2 separate regions of the Sus scrofa genome follow, and region 2 is linked to region 1. The links are chromatin contacts, called in public HiChIP or PLAC-seq maps. All regions are on one chromosome and are shown on one strand. The core of a region is the stretch at or near the end of the contact, and the rest is flanking DNA. Distances in the headings are between cores, read along the strand shown. Region 1 holds the start of OAZ1 (ornithine decarboxylase antizyme 1). Region 2 holds the start of ADAT3 (probable inactive tRNA-specific adenosine deaminase-like protein 3).

Region 1 (4,583 bases), core at 35-2,534:
TTTTCAGGCTGCAGTGGAGACCTCGAAATCCAGCAGCCTTTTCCTAGTGATCCAGGAACCTGTCTTTTCACAGAAGCAGCCCAGGCCTCGACCCTTTCATCGTCCACACCTGCTGGGAAGCGAGGGGCCCGTTCGGACCCACGCGAGCGCTGCGGGGACAGGCCCGCAGAGACGCCCTCCCGCGCACTCCCAGCGGCCTCGGGTTGCGTCATCTCAGCAGAGAGGCCCTCGGCCCCGGGGGAGATTTTCACAATCGCGCAACCGGCAGCGCCAGCAGCCATTTGCTGCGCAGTGTAAACAGGGCCCAAAGTCGCCTCCATTTTGCTCAGCTCCCATCCGGGGCGCCCCGACACGCCGACGTCTGCATCACGGCTCGGGGTCTGGCCGCGGAAATCTCCCGGGGCAGTCGTCAAGTAGCTCGCGAACCGCAGCTCACCTGGACCCCCGCCCTCCACCGCCCAACGGGGGAGGGGGCGGTCCGGCCACCACCCTGAGAAGGGCCCCGGGCGCCGTCTACGTGGCGCCCAGGACCGCCGCGTCCCGGGGCCACGTCCGGGGGCGGGGGTGGCTCGGCCGAATTCGTCCAGCCGCAGAACGATCAAACCCTCCGCATCGGCAAATCACAGATTCTCGGGACCCGACTCCACTTCGGGTCCCGCTGCCCCAAACCTGGCCACGGAATCTCACGTCCCCAGCCCGTGACCTCCCGTGCCCCCCCGCAACCCGAGCAGATACCTGAAGCCCCCAACCCAGAGACTCCCGTGCTCCCCTAAACCCGACCAGGTACCTGAAGTCCCCAATCCAAAGACTCCAGTGTCCCTCAAACTCAACGGGATACACCATCCGTCGGGCAACCGAACCTGAGACACAACCCACGCTCCCAGTCCCGCCCCCGGGCCCCGCCCCCATCCCGCCAAGAACCCGCCCCCCGCGCGACTGTGGCATCGACAAAGGGGCGGACCTCGCGCTCCCGGGACTTCCGTGGCGCCCCGCCGCCTGCCCCCTGCGGGCCTGCGCGGAGCCGCTTCTGGAAGCTTCGGGCGGGGGCGGGGCGCTCACCTCTCGCTGCTGCGGCCTCCGCGGCTGTGCAGGCTGAGGAGCGGCATGGTGCGGGTGGCGTGGACGGTGGCGCTGGGTTTATCCCCCTCCTTCTCTCTGGCGAAGCAGTGGCTGTTGAGGATCCGCTGCAGGGAGGATTTCACCATCCGGCCGCTGGGGTCCGAAACCAGGAAAACCTCCGCTGCGCCTCTCCGCGCCGCCGCCGCTGCTCGCCGTTCGCAAAATGGCGCCGCCACCGCCGCCCGCTTTTATAGGCATCACGCGTAGGCCACGCCCACGCTCCGCGGGAACGCGGCCGCACGAGGGGGCGGTGCCGCCAGGAAATCCAGGTGTGCCCGCCCCTCTCGGCATCTGATTGGTGAAACGCGACGGACTCGCGTGGAGCCGCCCCTTGGATTGGGCAAAAGGCTTCGGGCCCCGCCCCCCCGCCGCTGTCGTAATTCTGCGGGCGCGCGGAAAGGGCGGGGCTCCCGTCGTGACGGGAGTGCGCGGCGCGCGCCCCGCCCCGGCCTCCCCCCCACAGCCGGGCCTGGGGCGGGGGCGCCTGGTTGGGCCTGCTTGAGGGGTGTCTCGTTGTGGCCACGTCTCCACCATGGTCCCCGGCTCCCTCGCTGGGGTCCCTTCCCCCTGAGGGACTCCCTCCCCCAGGCGGCTCTGACGACAAAGGTCCTGGGTATTTGGAGGAAAGGGTCCCAGCCCTCTCATCGCAGCATAAGACAGAATTATTTTCTGTAGTAACCTAGTAATGATCTTTCCCAAAGATGATTTTCTGGATTTGCTCCTTCACATATTGAAACAATTTACAGTTTAAAAAGAGAAGTTTCAGTGTTAAAGGTATTACTCAAATTTAGTAAAATATTTCTTGTCACATTTGGACTGAAGCAGAAATGCTTCTCCTTGAAGATGAACTCACAAAGCTATTCCATGGGTGAACTAAATTTTGCCCCAAGCAAAAAAAATATTCTTTGCAGGTCTCTTTTCTTTCACGCTTTTAGGGTTTAGGCACAGAGTCTGCAAAGTGTTACAAGGAACTGAAGCTACTCCTACTTTTTTCTTTGTCTTTTCAGTCCCTGCCTCTCACTTTCGTCTCTTTTATTTCCAATCTACTGTGCCCATTGGGGTTGGAGACACAAACTTTCCACAAAAGGACCTTGAATTATTACAAAACTTATAGAAATATACTCTCCAAAACATGTGGCTGAATCCGCATGTGTCCCCAAATTCCCTTCCATGTGGAATGCAAAATTCATTGTTTACTTACATGGTATTTATAAGTAATGTAAGTGTCTAATTTAGTACTTCCCTATAAACATTATTAAAACTCAACAGAGGCAGAGGGAAGGATTGGGAGTTTGGGAGTGCAAACTAGTGTGTATAGGATGGATAAACAACAGAGACCTACTGTATAGCACAGGTAACGCTATTCAATATCCTGTGATAAACCAGAATATAAAAAGGAATGTGGGAATTCCTGCTATGGCACAGTGGGTTAAGAATCAGACTGCAGGAGTTCCTGTCATGGCTCAGTGGTTAAGGAACCTAACCAATATTCATGAGGACGAGGGTTCTGGCCTTGCTCAGTGGGTTAAGGATCAGGCATTGCTGTGACCTGTGGTGTAGGTCGCAGACATGGCTCGGATCCCATGCTGCTGTGCTTGTGGTGTAGGCCAGCAGCTACAGCTCAGATTCAACCCTTAGCCTGGGAAACTCCATATGCCGCAGGTGTGGCCCTAAAAAGAAAAAAGCCAAAAAAAAAGACTGCAATGGCTCAGGTTGCTGGCGAGGCTCAGGTTTGCTCCCTGCCCAGGAACTTCCATGTGCTGCAGGTGTGGCCATAAAAAAAAAAATAACAATATATATGAATAACTGAATCACTTTGTTGTACAGCAGAAATTAACACCGGTATACTTCAACTAAAAAGACAGGGAGTTCCCATCTTGGCTCAGCAGTTAGCAAACTTGACTAGTATCCATGAGGACACAGGTTTGATCCCTGGCATCCTTCAGTGAGTTAAGGATCTCGTGTTACTGTGAGCTGTGGTGTAGGTCATAGACGAGACTCAAATCTGGCATTGCTATGGCTGTGGTGCAGGCCAGCAGCTGCAACTCTGATTCAACCCCTAGCCTGGAAACTTCCATATGCCGCAGGTGTGGCCCTAAAAAGACAAGACAAAAAAAAAAAAGACAAAAAAGTCTCAGCAGAGACTGGAATAACTGCAAATTTGAAGCCAACCAAAGAAATTTCCCAGGGAAAGAATATTTAATCAATGACCGAAAAGAATGAAAGCAAAAAATAAATAAATAAAAATAAAAAATAAAATTTGGAGTTCCCTGGTGGCCTAGCAGTTAAGAATCCAGCGTTGTCACTGTGGTGGCTTGGGTCACTGCTGTGGTGTGGATTCGATCTCTGGCCTGGGAACCTCCACATGCAAAAAAAAAAAAAAAAAGTTATATATATATATATATGACATTGCTTAGAATTCCTGCTCATGGTGAAAACAAAAAGCAGGTGAGGAGTTCCCATTGTGGCTCAGCAGTAACAAACCTGACTAGGATCCATGAGGATGTGGGTTTGGTCCCTGACCTCCCTCAGTGGCTTAAGGATCCGGCATTGCAGACACAGCTCGGATCCCATGTTGCTGTGTCTGTGGTGTAGTCAGGTAGCTATAGCTCTGATTTGACCCCTAGCCTGGGAACTTCCATATGCCATGGGTGCAGCCCTAAAAAGTCCAAAAAAAAAAAAAAAAAAGCAATTGAATTTTTGGTTAACGTTATAATTGTTTTCAATGTTCCTCTTATTTTGAGAATTCACTCCCCTCCCCCACCTGAAGGGGCTACTTAAGTGTCCTTACTATTTGTACGCCGTTGTTTAAGCTCTGTTTTCTTTAGGCTGGAAGAGGATTTCGAAATCTGGGTCTTTGCCTCATGGCTGCCCTTCAGTATCTTACACAGATGGGCAATTCTGGAATGTCTCCAATATCTGGAACTGCCCATGGACGGCCACTGGTTGCTGGGTCACACCATGTGTACCCTCCACAGCTTCGGCCAGGCCATGATCAGGCCCCCCAGTGATGCCTGGCAGGGCAGCTCAAGCCTTTGTCCTTGTGGCCACGCAGAACCTCTGATCAGCCCCGATCAGTCTCTGGGGGGCTGATATTTAGGCCACATCCAGGCCTCTTTAGTCCACAGGGAGCCAGCAGGAGCCTCTGGACCCAAGACTCAGGGTAGGAGGTCCCTTCCTCATCAGCAGGCCCTGCAACTTTGCTGGCCAAATTATGCTTCAATTTGGAATCCCCATGGGTGGAAACGAGAAAAAAGTGTAGCCTCTTGGTTAAAAAAAATTCAGCAGCTTGGGAAAAAGCACAGGTGAAGGAGAAAATGGGTGCAAGTGGGGTCAGGAGTCAGGGGTCAGGGTGGGTTGTATTTGGGAAGGGTGCAAGTAGGGGCTCAGAGCATCTCGGGGGCGGGGTGAGGGGCCAGCTCCCAGCAGGGATGTGGGGAGCTGTGGGCTCTGGTTCTGGGGAG
Region 2 (5,020 bases), core at 417-2,916, 340 kb after region 1:
TAAACATGGTCCGAGGCTGACCTGTTCCTCTTTTTGTTCTCAAAACCCCACACCCCTCCCTGCTGCGCTCTCTACTGGTCCTGCCCAGCTCAGCCCTGACCTGGGTTTGGCCAACTCCCTCTGCCTACAGCTAGGGAGTTTACGTTGACAGCTGCAGCCTCTGCTGCAGGCATGGACTGCCAGGGAGGGCTCACTGCATTGGGGAAGCCCCTGGAGGGTCTGCTGGACCAGCAAGCCAGGCCCTTAAGAGCCAGTCTCCTCATCCAGTGCTCAGGAATTCCTGTGGCACTTGCACCCAGGGTTCCAGGAGGAGTAGGGATAGGGTGCTTATTCAGTGAGCTGAGGCTCTGCAGGTGACACCCAATCCCAGAGAGAGGCCTTATCTCACCACTAGTTGTGTCCGGGCCCTGCCTCACGTCCTCCCCAAGTCCGCACCTTCCTGGCTAAGACCTAGGGTACCTGTCCTGACCCCAACCCAGCTTCCCACTCAGTGAAACAGGATCCACCACTACCATGCCGTCAGGGGCAGAAAGTGCAAAAATCCATGCGAGGCATGGCCCTGTTCTGGGGCACAGCTCCTCAGGGGCCCAGTCCTGACTGTGGCAGGCAGACTCCAGGAAGGCTCCTGGGAGAGAGTAACCCACAGCTGGGCCTGGACGGCAGATGAGGCAGGGTGGGGAGTCCTGTGCAGAGGGTGCTGGAGACATCCAGTACTGAAGTCTCCACCACACCCACTGGTGGAAGGCCACCAAGTCTGCATAGCGTCTCCAGAAAACAATTTATCAGGGTGGGGGTGGGGGTCTCACCCTGATAAATTCAAATGCCAAGTGAGCTGATAATTTTTTTTTTCTTTTTAGGACCACACCCATGGCATACGACGGCTCCCAGTTGAATCGCAGCTATAGCCACTGGCCTATGCCACAGTCACTGAGCTGATAATTTTTATCAAAAGTGTGTCCCATGCAATCTTTAGGAAATACACTAAAAAACATATACACATATATTCGTTATTAACGCAAAACTCGAATTTAATGGGATAACTTGCGTGTTTACCTGCGGACAATCGCCTCCCTAAAAGCAGGCTTCTGCAGGAAAGTTCAAAAACCTCGGGCATGTGGCGTGTGGGAGAGACGCGAGGCTAGAACTTAAGAAGGCCTTGCCCGCTCACACATTCCGTAAGAAACAGGAAGGACTGTCACGGTTTAGGACGTTCAGAAAGACTGAGGCCTTTCACCCAAGGAAGGTGGGAAGCTGTTAAGGAGGCAGAGGGTTGGCCGCGATGACACGAGGGAAGGGCGCACCGAAAGCAGCTGCGGCACCAGGTCTTCACAACAAACCGCAGGGGCAGAAGCACGCGCAACACGTAGATGCGCGCGGAGAGCCGCGTCCCCGCGGCCCAACGGCCCTCCGCGCACGCGTACACGCGTCGCTGCCAGCTCCCGCCCGAGGCGCGCAGAAACAGGGCCTGGCTACCCACTCGCTCCCCGCGCAAACGATGTCCCCGCAGCCGCGCCCCCCGCCCCCCCCCCCGCTCGCCCTCCTCGGAAGCCTGGGTCGCAAGAGCCCGAGACCCGGTGCTTACCTGAGGATACCGGCAGGAGCGCGGCGTTTCACCAAGTCTTAGCAACCAGCCCACCTGCCCCGCCTCCACCACCGCCTGGCGCTGCGGGGCACGACGGGAGCGTAGTTCCAGGGGCGGGGTCGGCGCGAGGCGAAGGCGGGGCCGAGACTACAATCCCCACAAGGCCGCGCTCGCCGCCGCCTCGCTCCGCCTCTCCCCTATGCGCCGCTCAGGTGACCCGCTAGAGCGGGGCTGGCTCTGTTTCGAGGGTTCGAGACCCACTGGACGGCCGGGAAAAGTCGAACCTTGGAGGCCCTTTGGGAAATCAGCAGAGTGAAGAGACTGAGTCAGAGGGGCACACGACACCCGCTGTAGTCACTCCCTGAGTCCAGTTTGCTGCTGCCACGTGGCTCCAGAGGGGCTGTCCCTAGATACCTGGATGCGGTCAGGTTCCAATTATCCTCTAGGGCCGCAGACTCCAGTCTCATTTTTCCATCTGTACAGTAGGCAAAGGGGACCTCTTGACTCCAAGGCAAAACAAGCTTATTTTATCAGCAAATTCAGTTATTCATCCTAGTTAAACAGGTGTAAGCCAGATCTCAACCAGGAGCAATAGGTACCACCACTCCCAAGGGACCCTGGGCACTGTCTAGGAATATTTATGGTTGTTAGGATTAGGGGTGCTCCTGACAGCAAAACTTGGAGGCCAGGGATGCTGCTCAACACCCTACAATGCATAAGGCACCCTCGAAACAGACTGGCAAATGTCCACTGTAAGGAAGACCCCAGTTTAACCCCACTGCTAAGCAAGAAGAAAGGTTTAGGTCTAAAAGGACCCTGAAGAGGGAAATTTTTCTACCTTTCCATTTTCTCCCTATTCCACTCCTGCAAGAACCTAGGAGTGCCCCTGCCAGGATCCCACAAAGGTCTACCCTTGGAAGAGAGTGGCTGGACGGGAGACCTCTCCTGGAGTCTCCACTGCAGCACAGCTCTTCAACCCTGCAGGCCTCTGAGAGTCCAACCCCATGTGTTTCTCATCTTAATTTGCAAAGCATTGCCTGGCATGCCCATCTATTCCTGTGTAAAAAAGCACTCCAGGAAATCATACTGCTTGAAGCTGGTCACTCTCTTTTTTTTCTTTTCTTTTTCTTTTATTTATTTGTTTGTTTATTTATTTATTTTGGTCTTTTTGTCTTTTTAGGGACACACCTGCAGCATATGGAGGTTCCCAGGCTAGGGGGTCTAATCAGAGCTGTAGCTGCTGGCATACACCACAGCTCACAGCAATGCCAGATCCTTAATCCACTGAGCAAGGGCAGGGATCAAACCCGCAAACCTCATGGTTCCTAGTCGGATTCGTTAACCACTGCGCCACGACGGGAACTCCTACTTTTTCTTTTCTAAATAAAAACTTGGGAGTTCTTGTCGTGGCGCAGTGGTTAATGAGTCCGACTAGGAACCATGAGGTTGTGGATTCGATCCCTGGCCTCACTCAGTGGGTCGAGGATCCGGTGTTGCCGTGAGCTGTGGTGTAGGTCGCAGACGCGGCTCGGATCCTGTGTTGCTGTGGCTCTGGCATAGGCCGGTGGCTACGGCTCCGATTAGACCCCTAGCCTGGGAACCTCCATATGCCGAGGGAGCAGCCCTAGAAAAGGCAAAAAGACCAAAAAAAAAAAAAAAAAAAAAAAAAAAAGAAAGAAAGAAAAAAAAGAAAAAGAAAAAAAATAAAGAAAAGAAAAACTCATGAAGTTCCCATGTGGTTCAGTGGGTTAAGGATCCAGCATTTTCACTGCTGTTGCTCTGGTTACAGCTGTGGCCCAAGTTCAATCCCTGGCCCAGGAACTTCTGTATACTGAGGTCTTAGCCAAAAAAAGAAAAGGAGAGAAAAGAAATGATCCTTTTCTTCCTACCTCTTGTTTGCCTGCCGCCTTCATCTCCTTTCAGGACAGGAACGGACAAGATTTCTGAAATCCTTTCTTTGCAGACTGAGAGATGCTGGCAGGCCCCCAACCCACCCGTCTGCCTATGAGTTCCCCTAGTCCAGGGACCCTACTGTCATGCTATCCATACAGTATCCTATAACGTGCATATCTGTGCCAACACAAAGAACTCCACCTTGGGGAGGAAAAGCAACAAAGGCCCACTAAATCTTTCCTGAGGAAGTCATGCACCAAGTCAGTGCATCCAAAGAACAGCGCTGAGTGGGGGAGAGAAGCAGTCTGGGAGAGGGGAGGCAGTGTGGAGGGGGCAGAGCCGGGCGCACAACACAGAACAACTGTTTGCTTAGTACAGGGGCATCACTTGTGCTCTGGTACCACCTAGCCATGGGCATAGATACAGCAGAGGAGGTGAAACTGGAGGCAGGCATTGACTCCCAGGTATATACCCCAAAGAATTAAAAACAGGGATTCAGGAGTTCCCGTCGTGGCGCAGTGGTTAACGAATCCGACTAGGAACCATGAGGTTGCGGGTTCGGTCCCTGCCCTTGCTCAGTGGGTTAACGATCAGGCGTTGCCGTGAGCTGTGGTGTAGGTTGCAGACGCAGCTCGGGTCCCGCGTTGCTGTGGCTCTGGTGTAGGCTGGCAGCTGCAGCTCTGATTCAACCCCTAGCCTGGGAACCTCCATATGCCGCGGGAGCGGCCCAAAGAAATAGCAGAAAGACAAAAACAAAACAAAACAAAACAAAAAACAAACAGGGATTCAACTGCTTGTCCAGAAGGAGTTCTCATTGTGGCTCAGCAGGTTAAGAACGCGACTGGTATCCATGAGGATGTGGATTTAATCCCTGGCCTCGCTCAGTGAGTTAAGGATCCACGCAAGCCATGGTGTAGGTCACAGATGTGGCTCCCATCAGCAGGCTTGGATCAGGCGTTGCTGTGGCTGTGGCATAGCCCAGCAGCTGCACCTCTGAGTCGACCCCTAGCCTGGGAACTTTCATCTGCCACAGGCGCAGCCCTGAAAAGACCAAAAAAAAAAAACTTTCACAGGAATGCTCATAGGAGTTCTACTCACAGTAGCCTAGACCTGGAAGCAACAACCCAGGTGGCCAATGATGGATGAGTCAATAAACAGGGCAGGGGCCTTCCAACACCTCCATGTTCTTCAGCATCAGTCACAGATTAGTATGATGTGGGAGCTGTCTGTGCTTATGTTTCCAGGACTAGGATTGGAGTGGGAATAGAAATGGATTGACATCTCCTTCCTGGAAGTCCCACAAAGGCTGGGCACCTGTAAGTGGTGTCTGTGTTCTACCCACCTATGACCCTGTACACCCTTCTGGACAGGGCACCCCAGTGTTTGTGGAGAACTATCTCTCTCACACTCTGAATGCCTGTGGTTCTAGGTTATCAGCTAGCCCCATCAATCAGAGAATTTCCACCCTGCCACAGTGATTGCTTCAGGAATGAACATGTGACTTGAGTTGGGCCAATGAGAGTCAAGTCTTAGGACTTTATCTGA

What was found. HiChIP or PLAC-seq counts read pairs in DNA pulled down with a chosen protein or histone mark.
Region 2: a contact with region 1 is called in an H3K27ac HiChIP or PLAC-seq map of alveolar macrophages. The contact joins the promoter of ADAT3 here to the promoter of OAZ1 in region 1. A contact is called at or near these places in 1 of 5 promoter capture datasets (liver) and 1 of 2 datasets of contacts at active chromatin or transcription factors (alveolar macrophages).

What each region holds. Positions count from the first base shown.
Region 1 is chr2:76,295,342-76,299,924 of Sscrofa11.1, forward strand. It overlaps OAZ1 (ornithine decarboxylase antizyme 1), which reads right to left and starts at 1,285. Exons shown (of 6, transcript NR_125342.1): 1 at 1,060-1,285; 2 at 1-109.
Region 2 is chr2:76,632,616-76,637,635 of Sscrofa11.1, forward strand. ADAT3 (probable inactive tRNA-specific adenosine deaminase-like protein 3) reads right to left here and starts at 1,667. Exons shown (of 2, transcript XM_021084211.1): 1 at 1,583-1,667. It overlaps SCAMP4 (secretory carrier-associated membrane protein 4), which reads right to left and starts at 1,699. Exons shown (of 7, transcript XM_003480843.4): 1 at 1,583-1,699.